2 separate regions of the Mus musculus genome follow, and region 1 is linked to region 2. Evidence: chromatin contacts called from public promoter capture Hi-C data. All regions are on one chromosome and are shown on one strand. Each heading gives the region's core, a stretch centred on a gene start, on an enhancer-like site or on the middle of the called end of the contact. The rest is flanking DNA. Distances are from core to core; before and after follow the strand shown. Region 1 overlaps Zfat (zinc finger and AT hook domain containing). Region 2 holds the start of 1700012I11Rik (RIKEN cDNA 1700012I11 gene).

Region 1 (6,661 bases), core at 186-2,685, 960 kb after region 2:
ATGGGGAAGATGGGAACCAGTGATGAGGACAAAGCTATGTGTGCGGTCTTGGGAAGGTGTGTGATAATAAACAGCAATGCTCCAGTCTAACAAAAGAAGACTGAGACAATGGATAAATACTTGGCTGAGCATCCTGGTGGCCACACCTGCAGGAGAAAGGAGAAAGTGACCTAAAAAGATGTCAAGACTAAGAGGTAAATACAGGAAGGCCATGAATGCTGAGAAGAGCATCAATCTCCCACGGGTGAGACACTAAGCCCAGTCAACCTGCACAACAGAAGATAGACTGTGTCTGGCCTGGCCCTGCTGGGGACTCCTGGGATGTGGAGTGATTGTCATGTCTTTTGATGGCTCCAAAAAATGACAATACGTCCAGGTTTTTACAGGAGCTGCTGTTTTTTCAAGGCTAGTTGCTACCTTACCTTTCTTAAGACAATTGGGAAGCCAAGCAAAACATATTTAGGGCATCATGGGACTTCTTGGTTCACATATGCATCTCTTGAAGGTAATGGTGAGCGACTGATGCCACCTAATCCAAGGAATAGCTGAGCTGGCTTAGAGTTTTACATGTATGCCATGTTGTAGAGAATGCAGTACATGGACTGGCAAACCATTCAAATGCACTGTAGAACAAATGCATCAGTTACAGACATACGACAGCAGCCATGACAGGTTCAGCGATGGTATTAGCCTAAAGAGTAAGACTAGCCTTCATCTGTCAGTGAAGGACAAAGGAGCACTCTAGAATGGAAACACCTGGACAGTCCCAAATGCGATAAAGCAGAGGGAAGGAGGGGACAGAGGGCTTTACTAGAATCATCAGGCCTGAAATGACCCACCTGAGGACCAGATCTTCAGAATATCAAAAGAGAACACTGAGAGTCATTCCACACGCCTCTGTATGAGACATGTGTGCAGCGGACAGGCAGCAGGGAAGGCGGGGTTGGAACGTGCAGGAATATATGTGGTTATCAGGGAAGTGAGATTGAAACCAAGGAACAACAAGATAGAGACTGTGGAGTGGGGTAGGGAAATGGGCAAAGGGAGACAGCCAGAAACCGATCTTCCTACATCTCAAGTCAGCTCCAGCCAGCCCGACACAGTGAATCAGTCCATGTATAACAGATAATGGAGCAGCCATGCTGGCTGAGGTGAAGCTAAGGAAATAGAACAGTCAAACCAGGCATTCACATTGTGCCCCATAAACCAACAGTACTTGCCAGGTTCCTGGATCATCCCCGGCTTGCAGGAGACAGTCTGGGTTAGTCTTTAACAGAAGAGTATTAGTATTAAATATATCAATGTCAAACAAAAGAGAGAGGTGATGGGAGGCATCATGAATCAGCATGGCATGCTGCTCTCCAAGGCCCAAGGTCAAGGAGCAACGCTATATTAACACATTCAGAGCCTGAGAGTGAGCGACAGGATGGGCACAGCACCTGGTCTCCAAGGTTGCTGGCAGACGCTCCGTGTTGGGAAGCTTGCTATGCAACATGCCTCAGAGCAATTGTTGCCTTGCCTGATTTTTTTAGTGGCTATTACAAAAACATTTCCAAAAGCCTCCCATTTGTCTGAGTCACAGAAGTCTTTTCGTCGCCTGGATATCGGGTGATGTGTGCACATAAATACTACAGTAGGATATTTTGGATGCTATAAAAAGGTAGAACAACATTTAATGGATTTTTTTTTTTTTGCTTGTAAAATGATGTCTCACTCTATAACAGAATTCACCATGGGATATGATTCAATATGTGGGAGATATGCCAAGGATAGCTATGTTGACGTAAAAAAAAAAAAAGGACCTGAGAGTCTGAGTTTACCATAAGCTTAGCCTGGTGAACAATATAAATCCACAACAAGCAAACAAGGGTGCACACTATCAGCCAGGGTAAGAAGAAATGAAGAAGAGGTCCCACCCAGCATAGGGGATGAATGGTAGCAAGCTCTGCTATAGGCACTAGGTGTACACACTGGAGAAATGAGTGTGAACAGTTGGTGGCTAGCAGAGGGTGAAGGCTTGGAAGCCACCTCCTATTAAGAAACACTGGAGGGACCTGTGTTGGCCCCAGTAGAGACTATGAAAACACCCCTGACTACTGCAGCTACTCCGATTCCCTCCTGGCTGCAGTGTGATAGGCTGCTGGTATGCACCTGGCTTCGTTACTTTCCCCATCATTGTGGCAAAATGCCTGACAAAGCAGCTTAAGTGGTACGAAGATTGCGTTAGCTAATTGTTCAGAGGGAGCAGCCCACCATAGCAGGTGGTGACAGAGTTAGCTCCAGTAAATGGCAATGGGAGTGTAAGATGTCTGGTCATATGACTGTGACAGTCAGGAAACAAAGAGTTCTGACCAGAAGTTGTAACCATCAAAGGTCACCATCAACCAGTGTCTCCTCTGCTAGCCATGCCTCCACTCAAAGAGTCCCACAGCTACACTGCCCCAATTCTACCCTCTGAAGGAATGCCACCACTCTTTGTAGGAACTGAGAATACATTGCAGCACCTGAAGATCCAGGCTTGGCCACTCAGGGCTGAGAGAAGGCTGTCAGGAGTTTCTGAAAGCACTTTTCTTTCTTAATAAGCAAAATATTGCTCACAATCTTAACGAGGTCCACTTGTTGAACTGAAGCACTAGCCACTAAGAGACCCCAAGGAAAAGCTTGTTCATAATGCTCATAAAGAAAAAGACAGTCCCACAGCATTGTCACTCAGACAGCCTGGACTACCAACCCCAGACAGCTTGTTCTGTGGAGAGTTCTGCTCTTATCTAAACTTGTTTTTAACTGGTGCCTCTGGTAAGATCTTTACACTACCCTCTACCTTAGCTCCAGAATGAACCAATCTACAATCCAAATCTAATCAAGTTACTCTCATGTGTGGACCCTTTAATGCCTACCCTGCTGTCTCCATTAAGAATTAGTATGAAAGTCTGCAAAACTCCCACAAACCATCTGTCACACCACCCACTGAGGCCAGAGTCTTGACTTCCAAGGGACACCCTCATATGCATATCTTCTCCCACTCAGGGTTCCAAGTACATGGGCCACAAACTGACTCAATCACGCTGCATTTCTTCCCTGGACCTACACATCTTCCGTGATTCAAAGGGGGACTGCACTCTGCAGGTGGCTGTTCCTCAAAACTCACGCACTGAAATCTTAGTCCCTGGTGGGATGGTGTTGAGAAGACGGGAAACTAAAGCAGAGATCAGAGTCAAAAAATAAGGGCTGCCATAGGAAGAAGGAAACGAGGCTACCTGTAGAAAAATGGATGGAATCGGAGGCCGCTGTGCTAAGAGATAAACCAGACGCAGAACGATAAATAGTACATATTCATTCTCTCTCTCTCTCTCTCTCTCTCTCTCTCTCTCTCGTGTGTGTGTGGGGGGGGGGACCGGAGGCCACTGTGCTAAGAGATAAACCAGACTCAGAACAATGAATAGTACAAATTTTCTCGTGTGTGTGTGTGTGTGTGTGTGTGTGTGTAGACATGTTTATATTTGTATGTGCATTTATGTGTGTGTGTATGTGTGTGTGAGTATAGAGGGGGACATGGAAGTAGAAAGAGGCCATGGGGGAAGGAAGGACAGAGGGGAAATAAGAGAATGGGAGAGAGGATGATAGAGATATTTTATTTCATGTTTTCTCTCTCATAGGTGGAGAACGTAAATATAGATAGATATACATGCATATGACATGAAAGTGGAAGGCAGGCTATTTGAGGAAAGGAAGGGAACAGAGAGAAGTGGGGAAATAAATATGACCAAGCTACAGACTCTGTGTGTGTGTATGTGTGTGCGTGCATGTATGAAATGCCACAGTGAAATCTACAAGCTTATATGGTGACCCACAAATTTAATTGGAAGAAAACCTAAAAGTCAGAGCAAAAGAGAATCTTACACCTCTCAGCGCTCAGGCGTGATCACCACTCTGACATATCCTCCAGCAGAGACACTCCTGAGTCCCTGGCCACATACAAATGGCCTATACCCTACTTAAGCGGTCACTGAGGTGGAGCCAGCACAGAGTCACTCTGAACCCTGTCACAGGCTGCTACTGCTAGAGTCGTGTGGCTGCATCCCAAGAGTCCAACGCCCACACCTATGGCAGTGTCCATGACAAACCTTTCCCTAGGGAGACATAACAAGCATCTACCCTGTCGTTACACGGAGGGTACCAACAACAAATAAAAGCACAGGTCTACCAAAAACAAACTTCCAGAAGCAATTCATTTGTGAGGGGTCACTCAGGAGCTGTTAACTAATTTGTGGGTATCACCAACCAAAGCAGTCATACCACTAAGAACTCACACTTACTTCTGCATGGATGACAACTGCACAGAGGGAGTTCCCCCTCCGTCAACGCTCCACATGCTATGGACTCTAGGACCTCTGAGCCCACGTGCAACTACGGCAGAATTATGTGCAAGTGACCAGGAAGGACAGGCAAAAGAGGCTGGAATCTCAGGTAAGGGTCCAGTTTTATTTGAGAGAGAGGGAGGCTGGTTTCTGCTCTCTCCATTTGAGACAATGTTTTCCATTTGTTATGGATGGGTTTAAGATGAATCTGAACAATTGGTGTCCAGAAGGTGGCGCTGTCTGGAGAGGCTATGCAAACTGCAGACACTGACCTGTCTAAAAGTAGATCTTTGTGGGCATGCTCCGAGGCACTCCTGCCTGTGTTCTCTGCCTCTTGATCCTCAAGGGCCCAGCACAGCACACAGAACCACCATGCCTTTCCTGCCGTGATGTATTTATTCTACTGTCAAAAACACTGAGCCAAAATGAACCTCTCTTCCTGCAAGCTGCTTCTGTCAGGTGTTTAGTCATAGCAATGGGAAAAACAACCAATACATCTCCCAGTTGCTCATGACCTCTCTCTCTGTTTTTCAAACACAGTTGCCTTTCTCCCACTGAAATACCTTCCAGACTTAGGCTGACAGTCATGATGGTGGGTGCTTCTTTAAGGGCATGGCATTTACAGCTAGCATGCTTCAAGTCCTTTCTTTGGGGTGTTTTAAACAGTTTCTTGTTCCTCTGACTTTGTGAGCTTTTCTACTTTCTCCCCCACCCCTGCTGATGCCTATATTCTCTGTAGCTTCCTTTTCTTTGGAAAACTCAATAGCTCTGCAATGCATCTGCTTTTTGGGAAACCATGTTGGATGTAGTCCTACTGTGTGCACATTGCCAATGGGCCAACATACATATCCATTGTGTGCACACTGCCAATGGGACAACACATATATCCACTGTGTGTATACTGCCAATGGCCAACATACATATCCACTGTGTGCACACTGCCAATGGGCCAACATATATATCCACTGTGTACACACTACCAATGGGCCAACATACATACCCACTGTGTGTACACTGCCAATGGGCCAACATACATATCCAACAGCCTGCTAATAGCAGAGGAAAGTCAGTAGGCAAATACCACTGTGTGACTCCAGTCAGGATCTTCCATGGCAGGGATAAACTCACATTGGATGTGAACACAAGAAATAGGTCAGTGACCCAGTGGAAGTCATAATCCACCTGAGCCAGTAAAGTCAGGACTTGGCAGGCAGTGCAAGTTGGCATTTTCTAAGTGTAGGCTGTGCTCTGAGTTCTGATGTAGCAAACACATCTCACACCAACATTCCTACTACTGGTCAGAAAAGCTACTGAGACTAGGCCAATCATTGGTCAAATCCTGTCTCATGTGTCTCCCAAGTAAAACAGAAGCCCTATGAGGTTAGCAGGGTTCAGCTCATCCCACTGAGCAACTTCCAAGGTGCTCAATATGAAACGAAGTAGAAAGAGATGGGAAACAAAGTGGAGAGACATAGGAAGGGCTACAAATCTCAGATGAGCAAAGTCATTTATTCCTTAAGCAGTTAACAAGGAAGGGTCCCACGTATTTGGCCCTACATGGGGTACTAGAGGCCTGGAAAATGGCCAGGCCTGTCACCCATCCTCTGGCAGCTCAGAAGAAGCCATGAGTAACAATGACTAGACCCCAGTCATGCAACTCACTGGACCTGCCATTGCCTGTCCTCTATGCCCTGGAAGACTTCTCCCAATTCCTTAGACACATTACGAAAAACCAAGTTTCATGGAGAGGGAGGGATGACATAGGGGAGACTCTCGCTGAACTGACAGACCAGCATCATGTGTAAGTCTATGTAACTGCAAGGCAAGCATGCCCCACTGTCTCCCTCACCGCTGAAACTGTGCAAAGCTGACAGTCGGACAAAGTACACGGAAAAGAGTCAGCTGCATGAGGATTGCCAAGATGACACAAGAATGTGGTCAAATCGCAAAGCCTACATAATAGAGATCTAACAGAATATGTCCCAGACACAACACAGGGCCTAAGCTGATAAGCTGGAACAGTGGGTCTCAACTGTCCTAATGCTGTGACCCTTTCATTTCATACAGTTCCTCATGTTGCGGTGACAACCAAACACAAACATTATTTTGTCACTACTTCACAAGTGTAATTTTGCTACCGTTATCAATCATAATGTAAAGACTTGATATGTGACCCCAAGACCATCATGACTCACACGTTGAGAACCGCAGCACTAGATCATGATCGCCACAACTATTCCTGCTGTCTCTCGAAAGCTGGCCGGCTTACAGGCAGCTCAGATACTGCAGCTGCTAAGCAGCTC
Region 2 (6,705 bases), core at 3,026-5,525:
AATCCCCAGTTTAAAAACATACACGCTTTCCCATAAATTATAAAACCAAGTAGAGCTAATATTGAATACACAGATCTGTGGGCAGAGCTACTCTTCCAAACACCAAACAGGCTCCTAAGCAACATACCACTATTTTAACATCACCACTATTTTAAGCAGGTTTGGATGGAGGCTCAGGAGATTGGCATTCTCAAGGCAAAGAAGGCTCATGAGTTGTTCTCTCCTTGGAACTGTATGAGTCACTGTCAGGGCAGGATATTGGTTTGTGGGTTCAGCACTAGAAGAGAAATTTGCTGACCATTCAGTGGTGGAGAGGGTGGGTAACTTATAGGTCATCTATATTTAAAATTTCAGCCATGTCTCTCGGTATTTGCCAGAGTCAATTCTCTGTAAAAAGGTTTGCAGCATCATGCTGTGACACAAGGCTACCCTACCTTAATTATGGCAGTTAAGAATGTGCTATTCAGGCCGGGTAAGTTGCCTCAACAGGTAAGTCTGCCTCATCTGATGAGCTGAGTTTGATTCCTAGGATGCACATGGTAGAAGAAAGTCCTGACCTCCACACACTCAATGTGGTACACATGCCCCTACTCTTGGCCGCAGAATAAAGAAATGTAACTAAGTGTTCTCACAAAGAATATCCTAGGCACATTTAGACATTATAGTAATCAATAGTATGGTAAGCACAGATATACTAGATGCTTTCAAAGATGACCACCTTATTCCGAGAAATGTTCTGAGTAGATATTAAGGTTTCTTTGTATTAAAAGCCTGCATCTAAGAGATGCCAGTTAACTCTTTCAAGATGACGTTGTCAGAATGTAACTCTCCTGCCCTGAAAGCTTATCTCTTTTGGAATGTTAGGAGGGACTAATGTGGACTTTGTTCCCATGATGGCCAGAGAATGGATGAATGATTCTATCCATGATCCATCAAACCTTTGTTCTCTAAAGGGAAGTCAATGACAGATTCTAAATAGTAAAATTGTATTTATCAGACTAGATTCTGATCTGGTTACAAGGGCAGAATTGGGGTGTCATACAAGTGTTGGTCCAAGGGAGCAATTTCTGCTAACTTCTGCACCCAGCACCGACTCTTGCAGCCGTGTCTTGGTGTCATGCTTTCTTCTGAAGACCAGAAACACATCTATATCCCTTAGTGCTGGCCTAAAGTTGGCATAGAAGAAAGCCCCTTCCTTTGAGTCACATAGACACAGACACATTGTTGTACAAGACAGTTCTCTGGACAGACAACTGCCATCCTTGGAAGTCTAGAAGCTCCCACTTGCAAATGATAATCCCAGCTGGGTTCATTGACCGGTTACACTCTCTCATAGAAGGAGATGGGAGCGTCACAAGACCCTCATCTGAGTATCTGATCACTTTGTACTACCTATTGCACACAATTCTATCTACTACAGGTGGTCTCAGGGAGACAAAGATTATATAAGCCAGGGAAGAAGTGGGTGGGGATTCATCTTTGGTTATGAGAAATCCATCAGCTTCTGGGTAAAGGCTTTTGAGTAAAACCTTTTCAAAGGAACACTCATACTCTTGTAAGTAACCTCTCACCTGTGATCTCTAAATAAAGCTAACAAATGCACTGATTATTCAGAATGAACTTGGCTAGAAACATACCTCAATTTGTTGGTGGGATAATAGGAGGAGGAGGAGGAAAAAAAGAGGTGGGGAGGATGGGAGGAGAAGGAAGAGGTGAAAGGTAAACAGTGTTTATGTCTGCCTCAAGGAAAGAATTTTAGGAACAACTACTGAGTCTTAAGTGATCTGGTCCAGGCTGCTCTTTCTCTCAGGGCTTCTGATTGCTCTCAGCTTCCTGTTTGTCCTTGGACATCTGCTTCTAGGTTCTCCCTTCAGGAACTCATTATTTCCTTTGCTAGCTATCTTTTAAAATTCTTAATTCAGTGTTTTAAAATCTCATATTCATTAACATAAATAAAATAAAAATCTCATATTCAATACTTATTCTGGAAAAGATAACCAGACAGAAAATCATCCCAGAGAAAAGGCAAAACCAAAATTTGACCTCATTTCTTTCCAACTTTTATAATGTGAATGTCCTCATTATTGCTGCCATTAAATGTCTGTTGCTACGAATCGGGGGTAGCCCATAGGGTCATAGCAACAGAGGAGGGAATGAAATAGAGAAATAAATTTATCCATTCCTATTACTATCATCCAGAATAAAAAGAAACTGGTGCTTTCTAGTCAGGCTCTCTTCTCTGGGTAGGCAGAATCTAGAAGATCAAGTTGGAGGACTTCCTAGGAGAGGATCAATAGGTTTCCAAAATAGTTTGCTGAGTCCATGCATGCAAAAAAATCAACAAAGGAAGAGATAGAAAGGGATCTTTCCCTGGACTCACATCCCAGACATCATTGGCCTGAAAATGTGCCTGGTCCAGGTGATAGACGTAGGGGATGCACAGATATTTTAGGAAGGTAAGAATTCGTTCTCTCTCACGTCCACTTACTAGTAGTACTAGTAGCAGGGACACAGTGGATGACTGAGTTGTTCAGGTTTTGAGCTAAGCATTAGAAACTTAACAATTAAAAAAAGTAGCTGAGATTTCTATTTTCAAGAAAAATGTACACAGCCAAGAGCAAGAATTCCCAACTATTCTGGTTAGTTTTTGTTTGTTTTTGCTAACTTGACACTTGATACAAGCTAGCATTATCTGGGAAGAGGGACCTCAATTGAGAAAATACATCCATCAAATTGATCTGTAGATAAGTCTGCAGAGTGTTTTCTTGATGAATTATTGATGTGGGAGGAACCAGTCACTAGGGGTGATGTCACCTCTAAATCTAGGTGGTCCTGGGAAGTAAAAGAAAGATGGCTGAGTGTGAGTTGGAGAATCATGGGAGTAAGCAGCACTCGCACATGGTTACTGCTTCAATTTGCCCCACAAGTTCTTGCCTTGGCTTCCCTCAATGATGGCTTGTAAGCTTTAAGATGAAATAAACCCTTTCCTCCTTAAGTTGGTTTTGGTCAATATTTTATCACAGTGACAGAAAGAAAACCAAAGCACTGACCATAGCATTGTTGATATTTTGAGTCATTTCATTCTCTGTTGGCAGAGAGGGGCTGTTTGAGGCGTTATAGGTTTTCAACATTGTCCTTACTCTTTCCTCACAATCAAAACTGCCATCTGGAAAATGACAAATGTCAAGGGGAAGAAATGGCCACCAGTTGAAAAGCTTTTTGATCAGAAGTATTGAAGCAGGTAATTTGGTAATGTGGAGAGAGTTCAGTCAGCCTTCTGCCATCCAGGGTTCCGTGCCCACGAAGCCAATCTGCTGTAGGTTTAAAATTGAAAAAAAAAAAGTCATGTGGTAATCCAGTGGAAGTGGATGTGATTGCATGATCCCCTGAAAATGTCTGGAAGTGTTCTCTAAATGTGTTTTCTCTCGGCCACAAGTCAAATTTGTCCTGCCTAGGTGGTGCTTATTGCTCCTGGAATGAAGAGATGTGGAACAGAGACGTATCTCACTTGCAGTTTGCAATGCATATTATTACCCATCCTTATCTGTGATTCCTCTCTCTATGATTTCAGTTACCCCTGATCAACCATACTTTGAAAACACTAAATAAAAAGATTCAGAAGTAAGAAACTCTTAAGGTTCAAATACATTCTGCTATAAACTACCATGGTAATTATTTTATCATTGGTGATAATTGTTATGCTCAAAGTGGGTTTGATTCATAGACATGGCTTCCTTATAGGTTGGTATGAATATGAAAAACAGTATGTAAGGGCTTTGGGATCTCCTGTAGTTTTGGGCACTGAGTAGGAGACTTGGAAAAGATTGTCTTGGGTGATGGGTTAGCACACAACCAGAAACAAATCTTGGCTTCTATTATCCTTTATGGTTTTTGTGGCCCTCTATTCCTACAGCACAAGCCTATGGTGATGATATACCCTTTGTGGCTATGGCTATGCAAAATGAATGGCATGGATAAAAGGCTCGGGGCAGGAACACCATAACAACATATTTGTAATACACAGTCCAAGGGGACACAGTAGCTGGGAGGAGGGCATGTGGAGAACCTGACCTTGCAGACATGATCATTAGCTTAAGAAACCTAGAAGACTAGCTTCTGTCTGGCAATGTGAGGTGTCACTTATGTGATGCTTGTTGTATGCCAGAAGGCCTTCCAAGTGAGATCACAGGCACCATCGCCTTGGATCTTCCCCCAGGTTCTAGAAGGCACATGCCTATTATTAGCAACACTTGAAAGACCAGGATATGGAGGCTTAAAGCAATTAGTCACATGTAAAGTTCACCTGAAGCAGAGTGGTAATTCCTGTTCATCAGATCTCTTTGATGCCAACATCTTCCCATTCAGTGATAGGGTGGATTGCTGGCTGGGCTACCTGTAGGCCTGCTGATAAAAAGATAGCTTCTGCTGGTGGCTGACTGTGGGTAAGAGTCATTCGAGCAAATTGCTTCCCGGAAGCACTGATTCTCTGCAGTTTGTTCTAGGGAAGACTCCTTCCAGCGAGGCTGGCTGGGCAGGCCACACTTGCAAAGGCGATGCTCTGAAATTAGAGGTGAAAGAGGCACGCATGTAAGTCACGTCTGTTCACAAATTGAATTAATTATACTTGGCTGGGGCACAGGTGGAAGGAATCCAACTGGAGTTTGTTCAAAAAGCAAGAGAGAAAATGATGGAGAAGAAATGAAGGCAGTGTCTTGTCGTACAAAATATTTTTAAAAAACCTCGGCACGGGGGGTGGTGGTGGTGGTGTTCTTCCCACCTTAGACCATTTATGTTCCCAGATAAACACACACACACACACACACACACACACACACACACACACACACACAAAAGCTTTATATTTTAGTATGCCTTATGCAACACAATAGCTGGCAGCTGCCTACCCTCCACGCTGTTAGAATCTACCTTTCTATAGATAATCCTAAACTATTAGTCACTATTTATTATGCTCCATCTGAACTCCTCTAAACTGCAACCAGGCAGCCCTCTGGGACACCTTGGCCCCTAGGTCATGGTGGATCTCCTTTCTCATCTCTCACAGGTTCTTTTCCTAGCCCGTGGTGGCTTCTTGCTTCCCATTACTCTTTCTCACAGTCCCAAGTCCAGGAAACCTCAACCTCACTTACATAACCAACAGCATAGAGGGTAGGCAGTTGCCGAGCTACAGTACTGCATAAGGCATATTTAAAAACAAAACGGCTATGTGACACATCTTTCATTTGGGAACATAAGCTGCCAAAGGCAGGAAGAAACCCCTCAATGGAATTTTTTAGATCTATTTTACTACAGTGTTTAGAACAGGGGATAGGAATATGGCAGGGCTCAGGATGGCTGGAGCCAGAGCCTGGATTCCCTATGGCCTATTCTCAGTGTGTTTCCTGGGTGGGAACAGTTTCTATTTTCACCACTCCAACCTTATGCAGCTGCCGTCACCTCTCAAGTTTCCTGATTTATGTTTCAGCCACCATGGAGCCTCATGGCTCATTTTCATTCTTACATACCAGAGGAAATGACTGATTCAGTGGGCTGGGAATTCAGTTCAGTTAACAGAGTACTGGACTGTCATTAGCCCTGGGCTTGACCCCTAGCATCTCAAAGTAGGGCATGGTCATGCATGCGTGTAATCCCGGCATTTAGGAAGATCGGGAGTTCAAGGTTATCCTTAGCTACAAAGCAAACTCAAGGCTATCCGGGGCTGTATGGAAGCCAGTCTTAATGAGGAAATAATAATTTTATGATGTTTGACTCAAGTGCTGTCTGGGTTTGGTGGTACTGTGCTCAAGACAATTCATATAATGCAGGTTGGTGAGGCAGAGGGGTCTCAACGGACCCCTAAGAGTGGGGCAATCATCTCGTTAGAGGCCTAGAACACATATGCCCTGAAGGATGGCTAGATCTGAGGAAAAATAATAGGGAAAAACGTGGAGAGCACAAAGACACTTTTTTCCCCCAAGAGGGGCCAAGTAAGAATTGTCTGGTGTATGGTTCTATTATATATTTTAAATGTCATGTTCTATGTGGTTGAAAGTATTTCACTCACACTAGAATAAAGTACTGTTGACAGAGACCAGTTCTGATTGCCAAAGGCTTAAAAAATGCCTTATATTATAAAGTGCATATGTGTGTGTGTATAAAATTGACACATAACAAATGCTTGCATCTGTGAGTACAAAGTGAAATTTTATCATATGTGTACCATATGCATACATTCAGGGTTCTAATATATTTATTGCCTGAATTGTTTATCATGTTGATGAGTGTTGTTAACATTTCAGAGTCCTCTCTTGGACCTATTTTGAATTACCCGAGTAAGTGTTGTTCACCATAGTCACTCTATCCTATAGGACATTCTAGAAACCTAGTTGCAGTGGTGGGTTTCGCTGTTGGAAGCTGTAGTGACTTTGCAATAACAGATCTTACTTACTGGAGCTTTGATGTTTCTCCATTGGCTCATTTAGCTGATCTCAAATAAATCCAAACTTCATGACCCAGAAGAGGTGACCTGAGGCCAACTGGCCTTTATCTTCTGCCCACTGAAGCCTGGACCCTTAGACGGATTTATTTGACTGGAGTATGTTCACTGAAGAGTCTTGATATGGAGCCAAATGAGCAATAAGAAATTACAGAGCAGACAGTGAACAACAGGATGGAGGGAAAGCCCAGGTGTTCTTAGGCATGCCGAAC

The links. Promoter capture Hi-C pulls out the DNA fragments that hold promoters and counts their contacts.
Region 1: a contact with region 2 is called in a promoter capture Hi-C map of hippocampal neurons, with 7 times the contacts expected there. The contact joins the enhancer-like site here to the promoter of 1700012I11Rik in region 2. A contact is called at or near these places in 3 of 39 promoter capture datasets (the C10 cell line, embryonic stem cells and hippocampal neurons), 1 of 484 Hi-C or Micro-C datasets (bone marrow-derived macrophages) and 1 of 115 datasets of contacts at active chromatin or transcription factors (large pre-B cells).

What each region holds. Positions count from the first base shown.
Region 1 is chr15:68,187,861-68,194,521 of GRCm38.p6, forward strand. The region is part of intron 3 of Zfat (zinc finger and AT hook domain containing); the gene reads right to left. Among named protein-coding and RNA genes, the nearest start is that of Zfat, 68 kb to the right of the region's middle. Within about 2 kb of position 1,436, at least 6 of the 459 cell types and tissues checked have an H3K27ac peak or open chromatin away from gene starts, as enhancers often do. A contact at or near this core is called in hippocampal neurons, where this site is marked.
Region 2 is chr15:67,222,494-67,229,198 of GRCm38.p6, forward strand. It overlaps 1700012I11Rik (RIKEN cDNA 1700012I11 gene), which reads left to right and starts at 4,276. Exons shown (of 9, transcript NR_045140.1): 1 at 4,276-4,587.